Linked DNA regions of Mus musculus: region 2 is linked to region 1. The links are chromatin contacts, called in public promoter capture Hi-C maps. All regions are on one chromosome and are shown on one strand. Each heading gives the region's core, a stretch centred on a gene start, on an enhancer-like site or on the middle of the called end of the contact. The rest is flanking DNA. Distances are from core to core; before and after follow the strand shown. Region 1 has its middle 23 kb from the start of Gm10612. Region 2 holds the start of Cdh15 (cadherin 15).

Region 1 (3,523 bases), core at 659-3,158:
TAGGAACATCTGGGTCAGCTGGGCAGCTGGGCTCCTCCATGGGTGAGGTGGGACTTGCCGAAGCTCAGGTTTTTGAACGGAGGCTCAGGACCCCCAGGAAGAAGGATGGACATCTAACTGTGAGGCCCCGGGAGTCAGAGTACACACTTGGAGATCCACGGCCATGACAGTCGTGTGGCTCTCAGTTTCCCGAACTTGACACCCCTGAACCTATTAGCTGGCTCCAGGCCTGCTGGAGCCTCCTGCCAACGGGCCAATCCCTCCCTGTAAGTTAATCATTCATTCAACAAACGCCCCTTGGGCAGCTTTGGGCAGGAGTCACTACTGAGATCGAAAGTGAACTGGGTCTCCATTGGAGCCGAGTGGGGTTCACAGTGGAAGCTTCCTGAGACTGCTGGAACAGTAGACTCCATAGTACAGGCTTAAAACAGAAGCCAGGTTGGGCAGGTGGCCCAATGGGTAAGAGTATTTGCTGTGAAACCAAGATCTTAGTTCAAATCCCCAGCACCCATGTAAACACGGCTGTTTGGCTGTAACTGCAGTATTGGTAGGTGGAGAAACCAGGCTCAAAGTGGAGAGTTTCAGGTTCAGTCACACACACACACATACACACACACACACACACACACACACACACCTCCCATCACCAATACCTGGATGCCAGGCTGGCTCCATCCTGAAATGCCTGCCTCATGTGGCAGTGCCCATGCCCACGTGTGTCTGAATCTTTCTTTTCTAAGAACGCTGTCAGTGGATCTAGGACCGTTCCACCGCTCTTGCCACAAAGATCCTTCACTTAATGTCACCCACAAAGACCTTTGTAAAAATAAGGTCAATGTTTGCCATTGCAAGGTTTAAGACTCTGACCTGTGGTAGGGGAGTTGATGGTCTTGGACCAGGGAACCGTTGGGGGTGTGTGGGTGGGTGTGGGTGTGGGTCTGGAGTTGACCGGGATGGGGCAGCACAGACTGTCAGAAAAAAGATAAACACAGGGTGGCAGGGAGAGGTGGGGGAGGGCAGTGGGACTTCCAGGCCAGGAGACTTCTTACCCAAGAGGGGCTTCAGGGTACACTTCCCACGTGCTGCCTAAAGGAGGCAGTAAGGGCAGCGTTGCCCCTCTGCAAAGTAGGGCTTAGCAGAGCTCAGCACCAACTCCTTCCAAATTCTGGTGTGCACATGACCTGTCCCAGCCTGCCTGCTGTCCCGCCCTCTCTGTCACAAGTTTCCAGCCAGAAGCAAGTGGCCACAGCTGATAACCTCCCAGAACCTTGGTTTCCTCGTCTGTGAGAAGAAGATAACCACATCTCCTGAAATCAGGGGCTGTGTGGAGACACAGGCCAGGAGCTCTGGACCGACCACAGGCAGGCAGCACAGCCCCTCAGGGCAGCCTCTGAGCCTGCATGGTCAGCCAGCATGGGGGGTAGTCTCAGGGGCTTGTGGGTCAGTCTCCTTAACCACCAAGAGGATGCTGAGCTGACCCATGGGTCACTTGGAGGGGACAGATGGGGTGGGAACCAAAGTCCTGGGTGAGGAGAGAGAAGGGCAGGGAGAAGAAGCCACGAGCGTGGAACCAGGGAGGAAATCATAGCCCCCACTGCAGACAAACACGAACAGAGAGAGGGACCAAAGGGCTAGAGTGGGGCTCCACCTCTCCCGCTTTTCTCCAACGTGGGCAAGGAGCGGGGGAGGGGGGAGTAAGATGTAGGCGACCCACAGACTTGCCTTCTTGCAGAGAAAATATTCCCTGAAAGACATTAAATGAAGTAAATAGGAGAGATAAAAATGGAAATATCAAGGCAGCAACTTCTCTTCTGATTATAAAGCGAGCGGCGGAGGCGGGGTGGGGCGGGCCTGCGGGAGACGCAGCTGCAGCAGCCGGCCGGGCTGATAAGGGCTCTGGCAGCCTGCGCGGGCAAGATAAAGCCAGGCGCCGCTGCCCTCAATCCCGGCCATCATCAATATTCACAGGGCCTGACCAACTGGCATCGCAGATAGAATAAATATAGACTGCCAGCTATTACCGAGACCTTATTAATCCGCTTGCAGGCATTTAAAGGCCGTGGAAAATAGGGGGGGGGGTGAGCGCAACCATCAATAGCTCGACTCATCATCAAATACTTTCCTTACGGTTCCTCTCCTCCCCATTGTCTCAGGGTCTCAACGTTCTCTTAGAGATGAGGTTTTGGCACACAGATGGAGGGGCCAGGTGGGGAGGATTCAAACACCTGGTGGAGGGGATGCCAGGGGGTTACAGCTGTCCCTGGAGTCCTCCTGAGCTCTGAATGCATTCTCAGGGCAGACCTCACCCGCCTTGAGAAGTGTGTGCTGGCATCCAGCGTTCCCCTTCCCTTAAGCTGTCAGAGCCTGACTGGATGCTGGCTCACACAAGCACATTTATCACAGGAAGGGAAAACAGGGACATGCCCAGAGCAGCAGGGTTACTGCTGAAACCGGTCCAGCCAAGGCTGCTCGCCTGCCCAGACCCCACGGCTCCTGGCTGCTACAGTGTGCAATAGGCCTCCTGACTGGGTCTCCTGTGGTCCATTTGACTTCCGTGCCAGTCTCTCTTTGTAAGTGGCCTTGACAGGGGCCAGGCACCCAGGCATCTGGCTCCTTGTCGTCGTCGTCGTTGTCACATCTCAGTGGAGATACTTCCCTCTACAGAGGCCTTCTGCCTGTCACTATTCATACTGAGGCTTCCCCCCCAAACACAACAGGACGCACCATCTGACCCCAGATCTGGGGACAGAGCCCGGCTTGTGGGCACTCCTGGGCACATTGAGAGGGGAAGGAGAAAGACTCACCAGCCTTGGATGCTGGGTGGGGCTGGAGATACAGGATGTATGGGCAGGGAGCCTAAGGGCAGTCAGAAAAGATGCTTCAGGCAGAAGCAATGGATGGAGCAAAGGCTGAAAAGGACGCTCAGCTTGCCTTCTGCCTCTGGCACAGCACACATACCATCCTGGGCACAGATCACGCTTGCAGATCTTGGTTGGACTCCTTAGCTGCATACCTGAGGCAGGATCTTGTGGCAAGCGGCCTTTTGGAAGGTGACAGGGATACGAGGCCAAGGATATAGATCCAGCGGGAGCTTGAACCTGCACACATTCCAGGTGAGATGTCGGAAGTCATGAGGTGTAGAAGCCGTGCACCCCTGATCTACCTGTGGAACCAGGAGTTCCAATGTTCTTATCCCTGCACAAAAGATCCCAATCCCCATCCAAGGATTTGCTTTATTTTCGTTTTACATGTGTGGAGGAGGTCTTGCTTGCATGTATTTCTGTTTACTGTGTGTGGGCAGGGTGCTTAGAAGCCAGAAGAGGGTATAGGACTGAAGTTACAGATGGTTGTGAGCCGCCATACAAGTGCTGGGAATTGAGCCAGGGTCCTCTGGAAAACCGGAACCTACCAGAGCTCTTAACTATTGGCTGAACAGTCTCTCTACTGCCCCCACCCACCCCCGTCTCTCTGGTTTGCTGTAAACTCCTGAGAGGGCTCTGAGAGCCAAAGAGATGCCAGGATG
Region 2 (3,523 bases), core at 266-2,765, 130 kb after region 1:
AGCATGCTCCAGGCAGGGCACCTCAAAGAGCATGGTGACCGTGGAGGAAAGGGGTGGACAAAGAGCACTTGGAGGTGAACTAACAGCTGTGCGTCAGAACGGCTGTTGGGGCAGAATGGGGGGAAAGGTGTTGTGGTGGACCAAGAGCCACCTGGACGTCTTCATCCAGGCTGATACAGATCTATTGGGGTCGGATCAGCATAGGGTCAGATGGGTGTGAGCGCAGGCAAGTTGGAAAGCCTCTAGCTTGTGGGTAGTTTAAAGCCACTGGACCAATGGAGGCCTGAGGGAGAGAGTGAGGAGGGAAAGCCCAACCAGCCTGGAGTCCCTGGCCACTGGGCCACACACTGCCTGGGGAAGGGGCTGGGAACTCTGGCTAAGCTGACGGGGTTCAGGAAACATGGGCACAAGCCTGGTGCAGCCTTTCTAGTCAGGGACTGGGACCTCAGTCATGTATGTAAATCAACCAAGTCTCTACCAATGCCCGCGGGATCTGTCCAGGACAGTGGAGTGGACCAGCAGGGACCAGGCACCCTCCCTTCGTGCCTGTCTTGGGCCTTGGATCCAGTAACGTCTCCTGCCTTCTTCAGTGCAAGCCAGAAGGATCACGCCCATGGCCGGCTGATGTCAGCGAGGGCCATCCAGAAGCTATCAGCAAAGAAGATATCCCACAAAATCATGGTGACTGCTGCATACATGTGGTGTGGCGGGAGATGCAGGGGGTAGGCAAAGGAGCTCTGGCCAAAGGCAGAGTGGCCCGTGGGGTGAGACCTGGGCCTGAACCCCTTAAGAATAAGCCACATGCCAGTCTTTCTTGCCCTTCACTCAGCCTTCAGGAGCCTCTGATGTGTTCTGGAAGAGCAAACCTGAACAGGCAATCCAAACGTGACCCCCAATCCTCCTGCTCCTTCCTCTGGGTTAGGGGCCACTTTGGGGTTTTTTGGTTTTGCTTTTTGTTTTTTGAGACAGTTTTTCTACATTGTCTGGGCTGGCCTAGAACTCACTATGTAGAGCAATCTGGCCTCTAACTCATAGGGATCTGCCTGCCTCTGGATTAATATTAAAGGTATGGGCTACTGTGCTTGGCTCCCTCCATTCTTCTACAAGCTTGGGTCTCTCTGGACAGCTGCCACAGGCCTCAGTCCCAGCCTACGGCATGCTGAGTTCTTCCCCAATGTCCACTCCCCGCCCCCCTACATGCTGTCACTCAGTCCAGGAGCCCCCTACAACACATGTGCTGACCTCAAAACTTTACAGAGCCTCCCTCAGGCACTGATCACATATGCTGTCACTCAGATCGCCCCCCCCCCCCCATCACTTTGCTCTGGCTCTGCCTTGCATCTTTCACACTACACTCTTGTGGCTGTCCAGGCCCACCTACATGTGCTGTCACTCATCTCTGATCCCGCCCATGACTCTGCCCCCCATGCAGTCACTCAGCCCTAGCCCTGCCCAGACCCCGCCCTGGCCCCGCCCCACCACACACGTGCAGTCCCTTGGCCTGCTCCCCAAGCACTTGCGCTGTCACTCAGCCCAATGCTCTCAGCGTGGGGGTAGAAGAAGCACCACCGCCCGTTCCACCGGCCGCCCAGTCGGCCACTTGTCCTCGGCTCTTCCGCCACTGCCTCAATGGGTTCTGCTCTGCTCCTCGCCCTCGGGCTGCTTGCCCAGGTAAGCTTGTAAGCCCTGTGGCATCCCTTCCTCTAGCTTTGGGATAGCTTTCCTGGGACCACTGGCCTGGAGTGTCTTTGGGGGAACCTGAGAGCTGCGGCCTGCAGTGTCCAGGGTGGGCCGCACTCTCTGAAGCATTGTAGGAAGGGGTGTCCTGTGTTTAGGGGCTTCCAGAGGGAGGGCGACTGACCTGCACATCAGTGAGCAAAATGGTTCAGGACTGGAAGCATCTCTGAGGCACGGGAACAGCCATTGGGCTGTCCCTTCAGTCTGGAAGCATATCACAGGTGCTCCCTGGAGCCTCCCAGAGCCTAAGGGTGGCCAGTCTTGAGAGGTCTTTCTATTCCAGAGCACGAGGCAGAGAGAAGGGGCAGAAAGCCACAGTGTCTGTAACACTTATGCCCCTGGTTGGTCTTGGTGGTGCCTGAGTCTCTACCCAGTGGTCCTAGAGGAGCTGCAACGCTTCCCTACAGGACCTAAGAATCCAGAGAAAATAACTCCAGGCCAGAGTAGCCCAACACACTCTCAGTTCACACTGCCTTTGACCTGACCGGGCCAGCGGCTGTGCCTGGATCCGCCTGGAGATGGAGTGATCTGTGGTCCCCAGATCAGTCAGTCTCTGGTACCCTGTCTTCTTAACATGGCACAAAGAAGGATGGGTAAAGCCCAGGTCCCCAGTTTTTCCTGCTGTTGGCAGTCCTCAGACTGGCTGCTGAATGGTCCTGGACTGGCCAGAACGGGAATGTGGATTCTGTGGTCCCTGCCAGGGTCCCTTTCCACAGAGATGTGCACTGAGGCTGTGGCCAGCCTCTGCGCCCAGAGGCAACAGGTGGCGAGCACAAAGAATTGCTGTGTGTGGAGAGAGGTCAACCAGCATTGCATGGGTGTGTGGTGGGGGGTCCGTCCCTTCCGGGAACACACTTCAGGACTTCCTTGGTTCCCTCAAATTCCCACAAAGCCTTGCAACTCTACTCAAGTTTCAGTTCTCGGCAGCTGACAGGAGCCTGGCCAGAGAGCCCCCCTTGCAGCTGGCCCTGGGTCATCAGCCCTACACTTCCAACCAGCAACACCCCAGCTTTGGGGGCCCACATTCCCTTACCTGGGCACATCTGCTAGGCTAGTTAAGACCCAACACAGAACCCCAGTCTTGTGCATAACGCCCTGACCCATCAGAGCCCCCTCCATACCCTGGGCTGGGATTTGCTCCCCACTGGCTACAGTAACAGCACCCCCAAGGCTGGAGGGTGGGTAGTGTTGGGTAGCATTCTTCTCCCCCTCCATCACCAAGCCCCCCCTCTCTGTTGCACTAGGGCAACTGCCCCCCCCCCAGGCATCTGGAGGCCCCGGCAGTCAGGTGGGGGCAAGGACCCGCCCCGCCCCGAGGCCTGGCCTCCTGCACTTACTTCACAGCAGCACTCAAATTAGCTCCAGTGCCTGGGGAACTTTTCCTACCTCCCCCAAATGTGCCCCCCCCCCAGCTTTAGTGCTTCTGTAGGCTTTTGTCCACACACCAGGTCCTGGGGCTGCTGCCGTCTGGTCATTCTTGCTTCCTTACTGGGCTTTTCCCTGGCTACCCTGGCCCAGCTGCTCTGTCTTGGGCTCCTCTGTTTGGGGTTGGAAGTGGGCTGTGCACGGATTCAGATTCGCAGCTCACTCCATGGCCTCCCTATCCTGGCTCCCTCTGGAATCTGAGCTTCCAGAACTCCATGGCAGCACCAGGGGGTGTATTGCGTTCAAAACTGGTCCCCGCCAGGCCTCAAATTTTAGCTGCTCAGGAAGCTGAAGCAGGAAGATCACAAGTTCACGGCCAGCCTGGGCAATTTACTGATACCTCACCTCAAAAGAAAACTAA

Evidence for each region. Promoter capture Hi-C pulls out the DNA fragments that hold promoters and counts their contacts.
Region 2: a promoter capture Hi-C map of hematopoietic stem and progenitor cells shows a contact between it and region 1, with 2.3 times the contacts expected there. The contact joins the promoter of Cdh15 here to the enhancer-like site in region 1. A contact is called at or near these places in 7 of 39 promoter capture datasets (the 3T3-L1 cell line, 3T3-L1-derived adipocytes, hematopoietic stem and progenitor cells and 3 more), 3 of 15 datasets of contacts at CTCF or cohesin (the G1E-ER4 cell line, large pre-B cells and pro-B cells), 4 of 484 Hi-C or Micro-C datasets (the Ba/F3 cell line, the HL-1 cell line, bone marrow-derived macrophages and 1 more), 8 of 115 datasets of contacts at active chromatin or transcription factors (DN3 thymocytes, the HPC-7 cell line, T-cell acute lymphoblastic leukemia and 5 more) and 5 of 9 other capture datasets (adipose tissue, embryonic stem cells, liver and 2 more).

The regions. Positions count from the first base shown.
Region 1 is chr8:122,718,648-122,722,170 of GRCm38.p6, forward strand. No RefSeq gene overlaps it. Among named protein-coding and RNA genes, the nearest start is that of Gm10612, 23 kb to the left of the region's middle. Within about 2 kb of position 1,909, at least 101 of the 459 cell types and tissues checked have an H3K27ac peak or open chromatin away from gene starts, as enhancers often do. A contact at or near this core is called in the Ba/F3 cell line, DN3 thymocytes, the G1E-ER4 cell line and 6 more, where this site is marked.
Region 2 is chr8:122,846,859-122,850,381 of GRCm38.p6, forward strand. Cdh15 (cadherin 15) reads left to right here and starts at 1,516. Exons shown (of 14, transcript NM_007662.2): 1 at 1,516-1,671. The coding sequence starts at 1,630.